3 separate regions of the Zea mays genome follow, and all the other regions are linked to region 1. The links are chromatin contacts, called in public Hi-C maps. All regions are on one chromosome and are shown on one strand. The core of a region is the stretch at or near the end of the contact, and the rest is flanking DNA. Distances in the headings are between cores, read along the strand shown.

Region 1 (2,700 bases), core at 131-2,630:
GCTCGCTACGCCGGCTGGCGGGGCGGTGCGCGCAGCCGTCTTCCGGCCCAGCGCCGACCGCGCCCGCGCCGAGGCGGCGTCCCTGGCCGCGGCCTCTTTCTTCTCCTTGAAGAACCCGAACACCGGGCGCGAGCACACCGGGACGTTGAGCACGACGGGCGTGGCGCGGACGCCGGCCGAGTAGGACCGGTCCATGACGCGGGACCGCGACCGGGACCGCATGGACGAGTGCGCGCTGCCGGCGGGGGAGCTGGAGCTGCGCTCCAGGCCCTGGAACACGATCTTGCCTGACGCGTTCATGCGGGGGGAGTCCACGGAGACCACGCTCGGCGGCGGCGGGGGCGACGGAGACTGAGACTGGCGGCGGCGGGCGGGGCTGTGGGCTGCGCGCACTGGAGCGGAGGCGGCGGCGGGCGGGTGTGGCTGCGGCTGCGGCTGCGGCGGCTGGTGGTGGTGGGAGCGGACGAGGCGGATGCGGGGGCGTGGGGTGAGGTCGACGGAGTCGAGGGAGTGGCGCGGGAAGTCGTCGTGGTCGTGGCCGGACGAGGACGACGACGACGAGAGCGAGAAGCGGGAGGACGCGAGGGACAGCGACGTCTCGGAGTCGGAGCTGTCGCGCAGGAGCGGCGCGGCGGGGAGGTCCGACGCGCGGCCGCCGTTCCGCTGGAGGAGGAGCAGCTTCAGCGACCTGGCCGCCGAGGAGCTGGACGCCCTCGACGGGGTCACCGCGGGCGACGCGGACGCGGACGGCGACGGGGACGGGGTCGGCTTGTGCGGCGTCTGGACCTTCCTCAGCCGGAGCAGCTCCCGCCAGCGGCTGGAGCACGTGGGCGCCTTGGGAGAGAACACGTACGGGTCCAGCGCCGCCTCGGCCGCGGCGGGGTGCAGCGCCCGGACAGGGCCCGGCGTGGCCTCCGCCACAAGCGCGGTGTCCCGCCGCAGCACTCTCTCCCGCTCCCGCTCGGCCTCCGCCTTCCCTGCGGTAGCCTGCGGGCGGAGCGGGAGCAGCTTCCCGTCCGCGAAGAGCTCGTCCGCGGGGAGCATGGTGGCGGACCCGCCGAGGCTGAACTCGAAGTCGATTAAGTCCTTGCAGATCGCCGCCGGCTCCGCCTTGGCCGCCGCGGCGGGCTCCTCCGCCTCCGCAGCGGCGTCCCGGGCGCCGAACGGCAGGCCCGGGCCGAGCCAGCCGAACGACATGGCCGCGGCGGCGGGTCCCGCGTGCACGTTGCTAGCGACGGCGGAGGCCATGGCCGGCTGCGGCGAGGCGCATCCAAGGGCGGATGCTTATTGCAGACAGCGCACTGTACTTGGCTGTTTGGGTGGGTGGGTTCGCGAGGCGATGAAACGTAAGGAGGCGACAGGGACAGGTGCGTGCGGTATAGCCCGGTAAAGGGCAGCGCGTTTATATAGCCGGGCATGGTAAATTTGCTGACGCGCGGGCCCGGTCTACCCAGCCAGCCAGTGGCAGACGGCCACGTGGCCGTCTCGCGGTTGAGGGAGTGGGGTGGTAATCCGTGGTTAATATTTTTGACAGAGGGGTAGGTGGTGGGCAATGGTACTCAACCTCCTCTACAGTAGTAGTAGATTTTTGGCGTGGCGCGCGTCTCGCAGGCAACCTCCCTATACAGTACTACTAGTATTATTCTCTCTACACCACTAGCCCTGCGGCCAAATGCTGCCCTGTGCTTGTTAACAATTGCCGCCGGTTCACGATGAGACTGCAGTTGTAACGTTTGCCAGCTTTACGCGTGCCACGACAAAGCAGGATCAGTGTGCAGTGACCAGACCAGCAGTGCCCCCAATGCTGAGGACTATCACCGCACACAAGCCGCCGTATGCGCGCACCTCCCGCGACACCTTTCGTGCCCGAATCCGCTTTTGAATCCGCACGCTGCGGATAACGGGAACATTTCGCTGTAATAACTGGCTGGGCAAGCAATGGGCATGACCGGAGATTTTTTGTTCTCCCGTTCCCGTCCCGTCCATGCGGATGCGGCGTGGGCGCTCACTGGTGGGCAGACAGGCGTCCCGCTCCAACAAGTCTCGTCGGCCGTCACCTCTCTGGGACGGTTGGTTGGCCCGCAACAGGCAGCAGCCAGCAGCCAGCAGCGGGTTGGGCTCCGATCGCCACGACGCATGCCGACCCATAACAGTGCCGACACGAGCCACACCGCGATGCGAGGTGTGATCCGTGACTGAATGCCGTCGTTTGCCCGGGACCGACGGACGGACGAGTCCCCGCGGCAGTGGCACCCCCACACCGGCAAGTACAGCGCCGACGTGACGGGGCGGCGGTCCTCCGCCGCGCGCCGGCGCCGTGGTGTGACCGAGTGGCTGACCGCCCGCCCGCCCGTCACGGCGAGACGCTAGGCCATCATTCGGGGGAGGTCTTGAGCTTGAAGTTGCTGCAATGCAAAGTCGCTCGTTAATTTAAGAAGAGAAGACAAGACTCGATGGGGGCCGGGCAAAGCGCAGTCAGTTGGGAGCCCACCTCTCACGTGACGCGCCACTAGCACCACCAGCTCTGCCCCCACGCCACCAGTACGGCTCAGGCTCTGCAGTCTGCACTGCACTCTTGCGCCCCAAAAAGAGAAGTCGCTGGGCGTAGCGTTACCCCTTTCGGGCAGGGCGGATCCGGTTCCGTCGGACGCATCGGACGGCTGCCCTGCACGACTCCCCCCCGCGCTGACGGCCAGCTGT
Region 2 (2,708 bases), core at 7-2,506, 690 kb after region 1:
TATATGTATATATAATCCATATGTATTTTTTTGTGCATCAGTTATACGTTCTCAGCATAAGAAATATAAATTATGTGGCAGTCAGACAGTAAATGTGATTCTGTGGTTGAGCACGTTGTGAGACAACATTTGTGACGAAAAGGGGCCCTTTAAATTAGAAAATTAGATAAGGCCTAATATGGAGAGGGGGAATTGTTGGGATCAGCCTAATATGCTCAGTATTAAGTGAGTTGAGTACGAATAAGAAAGAGGGGAAGAATGTGAACCTATTTTCTAGCTGGAGCATGAATGGTGAGAAGAATGTCTAGCCTGGTTCCTAGTCTGAGCACGTATTGGACAGAAGAGATGAATGATGAAGACGACGAGGCGCGCTCGCACACATAAGTTTGGTTACAGACTTGTGATTCCTACCGGCGAATGAGATGGTCGCGCGAGGAGGTTGCGCCTGTGAAGGCGGTGGAGGCGCGCGGCGATGGCGTTGCAGGTGTCGAGGAGCGCGACGCGCAGTGTCGAGGTGGGCGGCGATGGCATAGCCCTCGCCGGAGCCGGCGAGTGCCCCTGCCCCTCGGCGAGCGTGAGTGCAAGGAGGTCGTCTACCCATGCGGGCGGAGCGAACGAGGATGCCGACAGGGACAGCAGGCCCTGGGGGCTAGGGGGCGCGGACAGCGTCGTGGACTGCGACAGCATCCGGTGTGCTGAGGAGAAGACAGAGGATGCAGAGGTCGCCGGCAATGCGATTTCTCTGGAATATTCGTGGCGTTTGGCTAGACGTCAGGCCGATGGAGACTACACGAGCCGGCTGGTGGACGTTGTCACCATTGGTGAACGATCGGACGGCCAATAATTTTTTTACCGACGTGGACGCACGTGGAAGCGGCAATTCCTCCTGCTTTAATATATAGAAATGTCAGAGCATATTTAAAACTAAAGCAACGTTTGTGGATGTGTAGGGTAGGACTATTTGTTAAATCAGGAATCACGAGCATGTTCACTGCGGTTTTAATCTGCCGGCTTTTGTTTTAATCTGCGGTTTTAATCTCTAAAGATTTCAGCTACAATAGTCCGAACAGTTTTAATTCAGCCGCAGTGAACAGGCCAACATAATTATTAGACATAGGACTGCACACAGTCCAAGGACTGAAAATGAAGAACAGAAATAATAAATGCGGCCTTAATTCTGACCATAGAACACCACCCCTACCCTACCCCGCTAGTACTCCAGAGTCCAGACCCCCACCCCAGGGAAAAAGTCTGCTTGGCCACACAGACACTGTTACAGTAGCAGTACAGTGGAACGGAAGGACCAGGGAAAAGCATGTACTACCAGAAAGGACACAAGGAGATTTTAAGAGAGATTACGAATGCATTGGTGGTGGCAAAAAAAAAAAAAGTTAGCATACATTACTTCGGAAGACCCAATGGGAGTTTCGCGAACAAGAGTCGTCTCCGTCTCCGCCCTTACCATATGCAGCATATCCTTCAAGATTGAATAACACATATACCTTAACGAAGTTTGCAGTGAGCTGTGGATCTAGTCTAGGTCTACAAGGGCTCGCTCGTCCAATAACAAAATCGTGCACCTCCACTGCAGTCTGCAAAAGGTCAATCCCAGTTGCTAGCCCCACCACTAATTTACACAAAGTAGGATAATATACCTTCTCCTCGCCAACCATAAGCGATCTTTTTTTCTTTTCTTTTCCTGAAGCAGCATATCAACTCTATTTTTTTAAAACATGCTGTGCGCATCCTCTTATTCTTCCTGTGGTTTACAAGTTGGCAGTATAAATCCAGAAAAAAAACAGATGGGTAAAGGTACTTTTCCAACAGATCTGCTATACAATGGTTGCAGACTGCACAATGGCAGATGTGAATGGGGAAAAAAAGAGAGAACTGGCAATAATGAAGAAAACCACGATACTCCAGCAGGTTCCAGTGCCAGTATTTGGAAGATGGTAAAAATGCTCTAGTGGTCACTGGAGCACAGCTTGCTCCAAAAGGTATACTTCAGGTCAACAGGTGTGCATTTCTATTGAGATTAAAGCAGTTCTAAAAAAGAACACGCTGGCTTACATTTCCACACCTGGAGCAGCACAGATGGATACATTGGATCAAAAAACAACAGTGTTGATTCCCCCCCCACCCCCCCCCCCCCCCCCCCCCCTAAGTCGAGTGCTTCCAACAGAACCACATAAATTTTACTATCACTTGTAACACACATATTCGAACACTAAGCTGCATAAACCAAAAAAAAACATATCCACAACTTCACACCAGGTACGGTTCCTTGTACCTGGGCTGCTGGGCATCATTAGGCAGCCTAGAGTTACAAAAAAACACCTGACCGAATTCGAAATACGAAGGGTATCCATGAATACCACCGCTTCGAACATACAGGCTCGCACGCACAAGAACGCTCGAAGATACTGGACATCTTTACCAACATCATCCATATCGTTTCACTCTGCTCTGTGGCTCTAACGCTCTGCATGGTCTGAAGGATAAGGCACAAGTGCAAAAGGCACTAAGGTGATATGGCTTTCACTTCACGAAAGTGGCGGTCATAGAATTTCCACAAAGATGGCTTCATCCCCCCAAGGCACATTTCCCACCTCGGTGGCTCACTGGCTCCATCCTGCAAAGCTAGCCAAGAACACCACAGCATTTCACCTAGTCTACCTCCACCGCCAAAACTCAGTGACCTAAGCATC
Region 3 (2,700 bases), core at 52-2,551, 970 kb before region 1:
CCTTAAGATGTATCCACCGGGCCTTTATGCGAGTAAACGCTCGATGTCTTGCGTATGGGTGGAGGCGTGGAGCCTGCCCTCGGAGGTCTTCGTCTGCACGCAGAGTCTAAAATCTAGTACAGGGAACCAAACAATTGCCATCAAACCACTCCATAATGAGTGCTGGGTCACCGTGCCGAGGAGAAAAGGAGGTAGTAGAACGCAGCGACGTGATGTACTGAGCCACTGTAAGACAGTGATACCACATGTGTCAGTGTCACTCAAAGGACACCCCCTCGTGGTGTCAGGGATGGCACGTCCCGTCGCTATGTGTTGTTGCACACGCTTTGGAGTCTTTTAATTGATGGCGTGTTTTTTTTCTTCTTCTTCTCTCAATCGTACTTGCTTGCTCGTGTGGACCATACAATACAGGTAACAGTACTGTGACTCGTGAGTTTGGAATGATGAGTGTTCCCTTGTTCATATGATCACTGTGTTTCGGTTGGATGATGACATGATGGTACGACAAAGCCGCAAGCTTTTTCTCTTGCTGCAGATGTAAGCTTTACCACCTGGTTCTTGTTAAAACAAGTGTAGGATGCAAGCTAGAATTAAGCCACAAGATCCCACTCGTGGTTACTTGATACTTACTTGGAACACAGATCGTGCAACACACACACACGCACACACATGTTGTTTTCGAAAAACATAAGCGCATAACATGTGTTGGGAAAAGCAAACTCGTTTAGTATGATTCAAGAACAGTATGAACCTCTCCGGGAGTCCTTTTGTATTGTAAGGGTCTCTTTGTAATAGAGGAAATACGAAGGATTTATCATTGCCTACAAGAAAATTCCCTTCATAAGCCTTTAGAACAAAGGATTCAGTCCCATCAATTTCTATGGATTCCTTTCGACCTTTCCTCCATGCAAGTTTTGGAGGAAAAATGACAAGATGTAATATATTTACCTCTTTGTATCTTTTATATGACTCTTATCTCTCTATTCAAATTCTCATTGAAAGGCTAGGTATAGGTAATAAATTTACATGCGTTCTTAAATCTTAATTCATGTAGAATTGCAATTCATAGCTAAACTTTGTGCTCCAAATAGGCTTAAACTTGTTTGGCATGACTAATGAGGATGTGAGTACCTTGTTCTAGCATCACACACTAGTTGTGAGAGCCTTCTGCGTTGGCAATTGGCAGTACAAGACAAATCACATCCGCAACCGCAACCACAGAATCGTCCGTCCACGTGGCCCCCATCACTTCCCTTTATTTACCAGTCGTCCCCCATCCCCAGGGCCACCCACCAACAAGTGCAGTCACCCGAGCCGCAAACTGCAGCTCTGCAAGCTACAGAGGCCACCACGAGTCCACGACGCCACGCCCTCCGAGAGAAAGAGAAAGAGAAAACCAAAGCACGATAATGCCCCCGACCCCCACAGCCGCCGCAGCCGGCGCCGCCGTGGCGGCGGCATCAGCAGCGGAGCAGGCGGCGTTCCGCCTCGTGGGCCACCGCAACTTCGTCCGCTTCAACCCGCGCTCCGACCGCTTCCACACGCTCGCGTTCCACCACGTGGAGCTCTGGTGCGCCGACGCGGCCTCCGCCGCGGGCCGCTTCTCCTTCGGCCTGGGCGCGCCGCTCGCCGCACGCTCCGACCTCTCCACGGGCAACTCCGCGCACGCGTCCCTGCTGCTCCGCTCCGGCTCCCTCTCCTTCCTCTTCACGGCGCCCTACGCGCACGGCGCCGACGCTGCCACCGCCGCGCTGCCCTCCTTCTCCGCCGCCGCCGCGCGGCGCTTCGCAGCCGACCACGGCCTCGCGGTGCGCGCCGTCGCGCTCCGCGTCGCCGACGCCGAGGACGCCTTCCGCGCCAGCGTCGCGGCCGGGGCGCGCCCGGCGTTCGGCCCCGTCGACCTCGGCCGCGGCTTCCGCCTCGCCGAGGTCGAGCTCTACGGCGACGTCGTGCTCCGGTACGTGAGCTACCCGGACGGCGCCGCGGGCGAGCCCTTCCTGCCGGGGTTCGAGGGCGTGGCCAGCCCCGGGGCGGCCGACTACGGGCTGAGCAGGTTCGACCACATCGTCGGCAACGTGCCGGAGCTGGCGCCCGCCGCCGCCTACTTCGCCGGCTTCACGGGGTTCCACGAGTTCGCCGAGTTCACGACGGAGGACGTGGGCACCGCGGAGAGCGGCCTCAACTCCATGGTGCTCGCCAACAACTCGGAGAACGTGCTGCTCCCGCTCAACGAGCCGGTGCACGGCACCAAGCGCCGCAGCCAGATACAAACGTTCCTGGACCACCACGGCGGCCCCGGCGTGCAGCACATGGCGCTGGCCAGCGACGACGTGCTCAGGACGCTGAGGGAGATGCAGGCGCGCTCGGCCATGGGCGGCTTCGAGTTCATGGCGCCTCCCACATCCGACTACTATGACGGCGTGAGGCGGCGCGCCGGGGACGTGCTCACGGAAGCACAGATTAAGGAGTGCCAGGAGCTAGGGGTGCTGGTGGACAGGGATGACCAGGGCGTGCTGCTCCAAATCTTCACCAAGCCAGTGGGGGACAGGTAAAATCGTTATCTTTTTCACCTTTTTTGTTTTACAAGTGTGCATGATGCATCTAGAATTGCAAAGGAACAATTCCAGGATAAGGTATTCAGCTAGTTCAGGATTGCAGGCATATATAGAATATATATACAGTACGAAGGTATCAAACCCT

What was found. A called contact is a pair of places that touch in the nucleus more often than the background predicts.
Region 2: a contact with region 1 is called in a Hi-C map of ear, with 4 times the contacts expected there. The contact joins the enhancer-like site here to the promoter of LOC100274801 in region 1. A contact is called at or near these places in 2 of 25 Hi-C or Micro-C datasets (ear and endosperm).
Region 3: a Hi-C map of bundle sheath shows a contact between it and region 1, with 2.8 times the contacts expected there. The contact joins the promoter of LOC606444 here to the promoter of LOC100274801 in region 1. A contact is called at or near these places in 2 of 25 Hi-C or Micro-C datasets (bundle sheath and leaf mesophyll).

The regions. Positions count from the first base shown.
Region 1 is chr5:84,888,037-84,890,736 of Zm-B73-REFERENCE-NAM-5.0, reverse strand. LOC100274801 reads right to left here and starts at 1,380. Exons shown (of 1, transcript NM_001149077.1): 1 at 1-1,380. The coding sequence starts at 1,248.
Region 2 is chr5:84,198,674-84,201,381 of Zm-B73-REFERENCE-NAM-5.0, reverse strand. No RefSeq gene overlaps it. Among protein-coding and RNA genes, the nearest start is that of LOC100274509, 5.5 kb to the right of the region's middle. Within about 2 kb of position 1,256, at least 14 of the 20 cell types and tissues checked have an H3K27ac peak or open chromatin away from gene starts, as enhancers often do. A contact at or near this core is called in ear, where this site is marked.
Region 3 is chr5:85,854,969-85,857,668 of Zm-B73-REFERENCE-NAM-5.0, reverse strand. LOC606444 (4-hydroxyphenylpyruvate dioxygenase 1) reads left to right here and starts at 1,301. Exons shown (of 2, transcript NM_001112312.2): 1 at 1,301-2,548. The coding sequence starts at 1,410. It also overlaps a transcript of LOC100280793 not described here.